Regions from separate parts of the Sus scrofa genome. Here region 1 is linked to region 2. The links are chromatin contacts, called in public Hi-C maps. All regions are on one chromosome and are shown on one strand. The core of a region is the stretch at or near the end of the contact, and the rest is flanking DNA. Distances in the headings are between cores, read along the strand shown. Region 1 holds the start of LOC100517977 (tetratricopeptide repeat protein 30B-like). Region 2 holds the start of HNRNPA3 (heterogeneous nuclear ribonucleoprotein A3).

Region 1 (4,106 bases), core at 533-3,032, 400 kb after region 2:
ACGTTGCTGTGCCCATGGCGTAGGTAGGCCAGTGGCTACAGCACCAATTAAACTTCTGGCCTAGTGTGGCTAAAAAGACCCAAAAAAAAGGGAAGAAGAAAAGAAAGAAACCAGTCTTCCTAATCTCCCTACATCTCCATTGATCATCAGTGATGTGCATTCTCCTGTATAGTACTTAAGATAAACAGTGTTTGAATAAACATCTTTGCTATATACTATATGCTTAAAGACTTCTGTGCAAATCCTTTATCTGCCTCCTAAATAGTTTTACTGCCCATACATCTTTTCTACATATAAATTCCAGAGCTGATACCAGTTGCAATTTGTTATTGTGCCACACTTTGCTAGAACATTTACATATATTATTTCTAATCTTAATCACTACCATGTGTTCTGCATATTACCAATAAGGAATCTGTATACTAGAGAGTTTTAAATAATTTGCTCAAGACCACACAGCTAAGTGGTAAGCAGCAGTGCCTTGATATCCAGCAGCTAGTTTCAGTAGAAGACAGTGACTGCTCCTAACCTAGTCCATGCATTTCCTATAGATGAGTTTGTAGAGATCCAGCATTTGGTGCCACACCGTATGCTGGAATATTAGTGTATTTTTTTTTTTCTCCATGAGAACAACCAACCATCTTGGTGTGGGTAGTAGAAATTTGAACTTCCAGTTCTGAATTGCAGCTTTGAGCAGGTGTTAGGAAATAACTAGTCTGGTGTGGGTGGGTTGTATAGTTCCTAGTCACCCAGTATAGCAGGAAGGAGACTTCTGCAAGCATGTGATTGACTGTATAGCAACACAACTGACCTTCTGTCCTCATTCTTCTTCCTTGCTGAGAAATTGGCAGAGCTCTGTCCTTCTGGGTGGACCAGACAGTGAAACTTTCCTTTCATCAATACCGAGAAGAGGACAAACTGTACCTACCCATTTCAGAGGAGCTGAGTGGCATTCTGGCCGACCTAAGATCCCCAGAGAAAGCAGCTGATGAGGCCCACATTACTTCTTTCAACCTGATCTCTGGGTGCACCCTTTTAGGGCCTTCTACCCAGGGAAGTGCCTGGGTTGAGGGATGCTTGCTCATGCTGGTCAGTAATTAGGAACGAGTGGGAGTGGGAGGGAGGAGCTTCACTTTTATGGCTGCCTGACTACACTTGGCCCTTGGAAACTCAGGCTCAATATTTTAAAGTCATTATGTATGACCTATTACTTAGGACAAGTTGCTATTGTAAATCAAGGTAACAGGACAGAACATGGAAATGGGAAATTGCCTTTTATAACTTCGGTCTATCAGTTGGATCTCCAGAGTTGTATTTGCGTCATGAGAGCATTCACCCTCAAATGGCTTCTTGGAAAGGTATGCAAAATAGAAGGACTCTGCTCTCCCCCAGATTTCTCTGATCCCCGCAGGCATCAGTGGAGGGTCCCTTCTTTGTGCTGGTACCTGTCTGTGAGCAGCTGAAGTGGGCAGGAGGGAGGCTGTCCTGTGTCTTCCTCCTTAGTTCATGTGCTGCTGCTCCCAAGGCCTGGCTTGAAAAAAGCAGGACATTCGGCTTAGACAGATGGAGGGCAGGGTCATTTTCAAAATGAAATGAGTGCACAAATCATACTGCGAAATTGGCATGACCGTCCCTGCTGCTGTGATAGACTGACTTTTGTTTAGCCTCTGACAGGCAATTGGGGAATGGATGAGTTTTGTTGTTGTTGTTGGGGAGGGATGGTGAGGGAAGGTCCTTTAATTAATGATAGAAATTCTGGAAAGCACTAAATGAGGGGAAATGTTGTAAAAAAAAAAAAAAAAAAAAAAAGGTCATAAAGGATCATTTTGTTTCTAACAGAATCTTGAAAAACTGGAGCGTATATCAGGAAAGCCGGTGTGTTGTACCAATTCTAGCAATAAGAAAGCATTTGGTGGTTGCAATAAAAAGATTTAGTGCCTTATTGAAAGGACTTAGACTTTAGGAAAATGGTGTTGGACTCAAGGTGGATTTTGCTGCATAAGGGGAGGCATGTTTGCCGTGTAGAGGAATTCCATTTCAGGCAAAATGTTTGAAGCTAAAAATATGGTGTTTGATTCTTGATCTGCTTATGATTCTGCCTGCTAAACTGTGAGATAACTTAATTCTATATTCTATTTGTATGCATAATCTATCTGACATTCTTCTAAAACTAGTTGGAAAGTTTTATTATTTACCTTCTAAATATAATCACTTCCTGTTGGTAGATATTGGTAATTTATGAACATCTGAGCAACCACAGCTGTGGTCACTTCCCTTAATAAAGGAAGACCTTCTGCAAAATTATTTTCCAGTTGTTATCTCCTTTCTTTTTCATTCCAGGCCATTTTCTTCAGGATGGCCAGTTTGGTGGTTGAATCCCCTGCTTCTTCCATCTCACCCCCCAATCTTCTGTGATAAATAGGGCAAAAAGAATAAATTTGAGTCAAATTGGTAATGTAATTGATTGACTTTTAGGAGAATAAGTTCAATCTTTTAAAAGTTTTGAAAAAATTGTATATACCAGGTCAGCCCTTGGGAACATTTATGCTCAGATGGTAAGACATTTAACCTCATTATGAATTTGCTTTTCACTAGTGGTTCCAGCTTTATTAATATTTTAGTTAGATTTCCTTTTTGGATATACCTTTTTAAATCAAGTAGCTTATATTTGGGGGACTACAGTGTTATTATCGGAATTAACTTATCAGGGAGAGCACAATAACATTATGGTTTATAAACAGAATTACCAGAGAAGGCACAACTGTGGATGCTGGCATTTAAAGAAATCAATCAACCATCCAAACAGAGCTCCTCTAAGCCCCTGTGTTTATGCAGTACTTTCTGTACCAGGACCAGGTCATGCTTTGCCTAACTCCCCTCATTAATCGTCACAACCCTTCTGTGAATTAGGTAATTCTTACTGTTAGCCCCACTTGAAAAGCGTGGACTGAAAAGCACAAAGAAGCCAGTGGTTGCCACAGCCAGCACGTAGGCCTGGTGATTGCTTGAGCTGGCCAGTAGGGGCCACACTGCACCTCTTCCCTCTCCCCCTGTGCACCTCTCCAGTCATTTGCATTGGCCTTGGATCATTTGCTGCAGTTTGTTCTAATAGAACAGGCACAATGGTGTAAGAATTTTAAAGTTTAAGTACCGAAGCCGTTGTGTAATTGTATGGCGTCGGTGGCTGGCGGCCCTGCATTGATGCAATCCCCCTGTGTAATTGCCTGTGCAAATCTGAGTAATATGAAACAGACCAAGAACCCGTCCTGGGCTGCAGACTCTTCTCCCTCCAGAAAAACCTCAATAATTCGAAGAACCTTTTGTCATCTTGAAAATGCTCCACGGACAGGGCTGTACCACTCTTCTTCCCACACAGGCAAACATCACAGATCCAGACAAGGTTAATGAGCTAAATTGACAGCCAAAATTTAAATTGTAGGTCTTCAGATGCATGCTTGCCTCTTTCAGCCCTTAAATCACCCGTCTCAAGAGAAATAAAGAATATTCCAGAGCTTTAGTTAAACTCAAAGCATTTTATTAAAAACAAAGATACTTAGGTCTCAGTGCAGACTGTTTCAAAGTCATGAATTAGTTGCCTGTGAAATGGCCAAGCAGTATAAACTTAGTATTCTTACAATGAAACATCAGCTTGGGAAATCGACACAAAAGGCGTGGCTTCAGACAACTCAATTGAAGATATATTTCCCTTCTTTTGTGTAAAACAATAACAATTAGGAAGCAAATCAGTAGGGGATCCTTTTTGATGACTGTACATGGAAATAAAATGGCAAAAGCATTTTCCCCCCAAGGGAATGAGATTCGACAAAACCTAAACTTCGGTTTCCATACAGTGCTGTTTCTGTTTTTTAAAATTCATCTAAATGTGACTTAATCTAAATCTAGAGAAAAATATGGTCAAGATTCTGATACACAGAAAATGAACACAAAGATAAACGGTGGCCTCAAGTAACACATTTTTTTTTTTTCTTATAGCAAATACTTCATTTACTTACTAAAAACAAATACCACTTTATACTGGTATATTCTGTACCAGTGTATACATTCAATGACATTGTAGAGCTATGCTACACAGATCAACTTATCTT
Region 2 (4,010 bases), core at 1,446-3,945:
CCTGCATCCTCATGGATACTGGTTGGGTTCATTACAGTTGAACTCCTTTACTATCATTTAATTGTGTTTAAATCTCTTCATTTATATAACCTAGTGTTCAGTACAAAAACTAGCATTTCCAGTATGTATTGTGATATGAAAGAAGTCAAGAGGCCCTAACACAGATTTATAAAGTCTCTCTGCCACTCCATTCCACCCTAGGACCGATGTGCCCCGCACCCTACCCCATACACTCTCTTTCTCTCTCACATTTCAAAGATAGGGAGGGCTACGAGGATGGAGAGCAGCCAGGGTTCGTCTGTGTTCAACAGGGTCAAGAATTCCAATTTGTTATTGTTTGACATATTTGTTTGAGATACTATGTAGCCCCATAGCTGGAGGGTAAGATATTTGTTTGAGATACTATGTAGCCCCAGAGCTGGAGGGTAAGATATTTGTTTGAGATACTATGTAGCCCCAGAGCTAGAAGGTAAGATTAGACAAAAGCAGAGGAAAAAAAAAAAAAAAAAAAGCTAATTTTAAAAACCACAGAATCTGAATGAACAACAAATTTGGGAGGAATCCACATTTTACTGAAGGACAAAAGACCTTAATAAATGGAGGGACATTCCATGTTCCTGGATGGAAGTACTTGGTATCCCAGCCTTCATCATTTCTCAAATTAATATGAAAATTTAACACAACTCAAAGAAAGAATAACAGAAGTTATGATTAGAAATAACTTGGTTAAGAAGCACCCAGACAAACATGCCCTGAAGTGAAGCCAAGTGATCAGTCTTCTTGATCACCCTTACAGTGTCTCATAGGGTACCTTGGTGTGAATACCATCTTCCTAAGGTCCTTAACTTCCCATCTTTCTTTATACTCAGAATTGTAGAAGTTATTCATGACTATTTCATAGTAATCAAAGTTGCAAAGCCTTTATATATTAATAAGACACTAAGGGTATAAATTTTCTCAAGTACTTGTGTTAGCTATCACTGAGTAACTGATAAGCAGAACACGTAATAATTTGCTTGTGATAAAAGAATCAGAGCAACCAGAGGATGCTTTGAGGCTTATTTCATTCAAGTTACATTAAGGCCTGGTGACTGTTTTTGCCCCAGAACAGAGTACCTTTTGCTCTTGTTTCCCAAATAAAACACTGTTCCACTTGGGCAATGCTAGATAAACATCAAAATCTTGATCTTTGTGTTCCTTTTTTTCCAAACTCTGAACCCACCATTACCCATTCATTAGCTAACTGCTTTTCAAATAATGGAGAATATAAATGATTAGATTTCTGATCTTTCCAAAGGAGGGCCAGATCAATTCTAAAGGGTTGGTACATTAAAATACAGGGCATTTCTTAGCATGGTAGGGAAACCTGCCAACTGTGGTCTCTTTTATCAGTACCTTGCTCAAATACGGATCCACAAATTATTTACAGCTGTCATGGGTGTCGGAGATGACCAAATCTCGAAAAGACCCTAAAACTAAAGCTTAGCATGTAAATCAACTATACTTTAATTAAAAAAAAAAAAAAAAAAGCTTAGTAAGTTCAAATGACTTAAAGTTACTAGGTAGGGAGTTTACGTCTTGGCTCAGTAGTTAACAAACCCTACTAGTTGTGGGCTCGATCCCTGGCTTCGCTTAGTGGGTTAAAAATCTGGATTGCCATGAACTGTGGTGTAGGTCGCAGATGCGGCTTGGATCCTGCCTTTCTGGGGCTGTGGTGTAGGCGGGCAAGTGCAGCTCCAATTCGATCCCTAGCCTGGGAGCCTTCATGTGCTGCGGCCCTAAAAAGACAAAAGACAAAAAAATAATAAATAAATCTATTTCTAAAAAAAAATTACTAGGTAGGCTGAGATTAGCTCCATAGTATTTAACTCCTTAATTGATCTTCTACGTTATACTTCACAAATAAAAATAAGATAGAAATCACTCGCAAATAGGAAGCATATCTGGTGATCCTACTTTTCATCAATCTTGTAAATCATTCCTTAAATCCTGTCTGTGAGAACAGTTGCTCAGTTCTTTCCACAGTAACTAGAAGTGTCAGAAAATAGTGCCAACAGATTTCTTAAGATCAGTGTGTACCTAATTAACTGACCTCGAACGCTCCTGCCTCAGCTGTTAAGGATGAAATTTCAGTGTCAGCCGCGCGTTTTAAGGTCTTTCCAAGGTGCTCAAGATACACACAATCGGTGTCACAGGAATTTTCAGTGCGCGCCCTCACAGTGGGCATCGCAGTCAGACACACACCAGTTTCTGGCATTTTGAAACCCGCGAGAAGACACCGAGGGGGCTTTCTTGCAACCATAAAGTACAAGAGAAAAGTGTGGTTTTATTCACGCACGGGAATGAAATGAATTTGGTAATGGAAAGCTAGAGGCCCACGTGGGGGAGGGGAAAAGGAGCGCAAGAAGAAAGGGAAACAAGCCTTTTTCTCCGGTGACGCGCGGTCACGAGGCGTTCCCCCGACGTGGGCGCTGGCCATTGGCCGAAACCCAGACGACGTCCTCGCAGCCACCCAGGCGCGAACGGCGGCTAGGGCGGCGTCGCACTGGAAGTTGGCTGAGCGCGCGCGCTCCCGGGGCCTGCCACGCCCCCACCCTCTGCCCGCCAACCCGCTCATCCAGTCCCTCTTCGCGCCCAGTTGGCCACGCCCTGCACCTATTCGCCCCTCCCCCCACTAGGCCGGCGGCGCGCGGAAGGCGCGTCACGTGGTCACTGGCCCCGCCTCTTCCTCTCGGTCCCATATTGAACTCGAGTTGGAAGAGGCGAGTCCGGTCTCAAAATGGAGGTAAAACCGCCGCCCGGTCGCCCCCAGCCCGACTCCGGCCGTCGCCGCCGCCGCCGGGGGGAGGAGGTATTAGGGGGAGAGTGGGGGGTTGATGGGTAATGGCCAGCATGAAGGGCCTGGCTCGGTGGGAGCGGGGAGGCCGGGCGGACCGGGAGGCTGTCCCGCGCTCTGCGTTGAGACGGGCGGTGGTGGGGGGAGGGGAACGGGCTTCAGAGGTTTTTTCGGGGCTTCTTGCCCGCCATGCGTCTCCTTCGTCTGCACAGGTGGTCTTTTGCTGCGAGGCGTGGCTGGGGAGACCTCGGGAGGGAAGTTGGTCCGCCGGCCGCGCGGCCTCGCATCCAAGGCCGAGGACGGCATGGCGGGCCTCGGCGGGAGCGGTTGGGAGGAGGCGGTGGGGGAGGGGAGGGGACGAGCAGGCACATCCGGGCGAGCTAGCAGGCGGGCGGCGGCCACACTGACATTGATCCGCTGCCGCGTTACGAAATGGCGCATTGGCACGCAATGGCCGCCGCCTGGCTCCGCCGCCGGGAGAACGTGGGATTGGAAGGGAGAGGAAGGAGGCGGCCCAGCAGAAAATGCCGCAAATGGCCTCGAAGCTTGGGGCCTAGTGCTTTCAAGGATGTTCTCCCGGTGCCTTAGGCCTTACATACCTCTCTCAGGAGAAGAGATTCTCTCGGCTGTGTTCTTCGCAACACTCAGTTGAAAATAATTTTTTTGTTTAGTTTGCTGCTTTAAAATACTTTTTGGTCTGCCATTTTTGCTGAACTACTTAGAATTATACGCAGATTTGCACCATGTGGGTTAAATACTGCATCTTAGAATTTGCATGTAGATGTAAAGTAGGAAATTAAAAACTTTTTGATACTCATGTTTTCTTTTTTCTGACGGGTTGGCTCACGTTGTAGTTTCTTGGGTATTTGTTTTAGAGGACTGCAGCTAGAGTCGAATTTTTTCTTTTACTTGAGATAATTTTCCTGTTACAGTTTCCGTCAACTTTGTGTAACGTCAAGTACATTTAATCAGAACTTGGAAAGTGAGACTAAGTGAAGTAGTACTTTAGGCTATTAATCATTTAACTTTCCTAGCATGTCATAGTCTCTTCATATTAGATGCTTAATGTCTCTACTTTTAGAAGACACAGGAAGACCTTAGAATGTAAATGTGAACTCTTTTTAAGGACTTTGGATGCATATAAAGTGGCAGATCTTGTTTGTTAAATTGTGAA

Evidence for each region. A called contact is a pair of places that touch in the nucleus more often than the background predicts.
Region 1: a contact with region 2 is called in a Hi-C map of liver, with 6 times the contacts expected there. The contact joins the promoter of LOC100517977 here to the promoter of HNRNPA3 in region 2. A contact is called at or near these places in 3 of 47 Hi-C or Micro-C datasets (fibroblasts, heart right ventricle and liver) and 1 of 2 datasets of contacts at active chromatin or transcription factors (alveolar macrophages).

What each region holds. Positions count from the first base shown.
Region 1 is chr15:83,357,750-83,361,855 of Sscrofa11.1, forward strand. It overlaps LOC100517977 (tetratricopeptide repeat protein 30B-like), which reads right to left and starts at 1,783. Exons shown (of 4, transcript XM_003133505.5): 1 at 1-1,783.
Region 2 is chr15:82,955,634-82,959,643 of Sscrofa11.1, forward strand. It overlaps HNRNPA3 (heterogeneous nuclear ribonucleoprotein A3), which reads left to right and starts at 2,696. Exons shown (of 10, transcript XM_021075138.1): 1 at 2,696-2,851. The coding sequence starts at 2,780. LOC110256983 (a long non-coding RNA gene) reads right to left here and starts at 2,604. Exons shown (of 4, transcript XR_002339079.1): 1 at 2,093-2,604.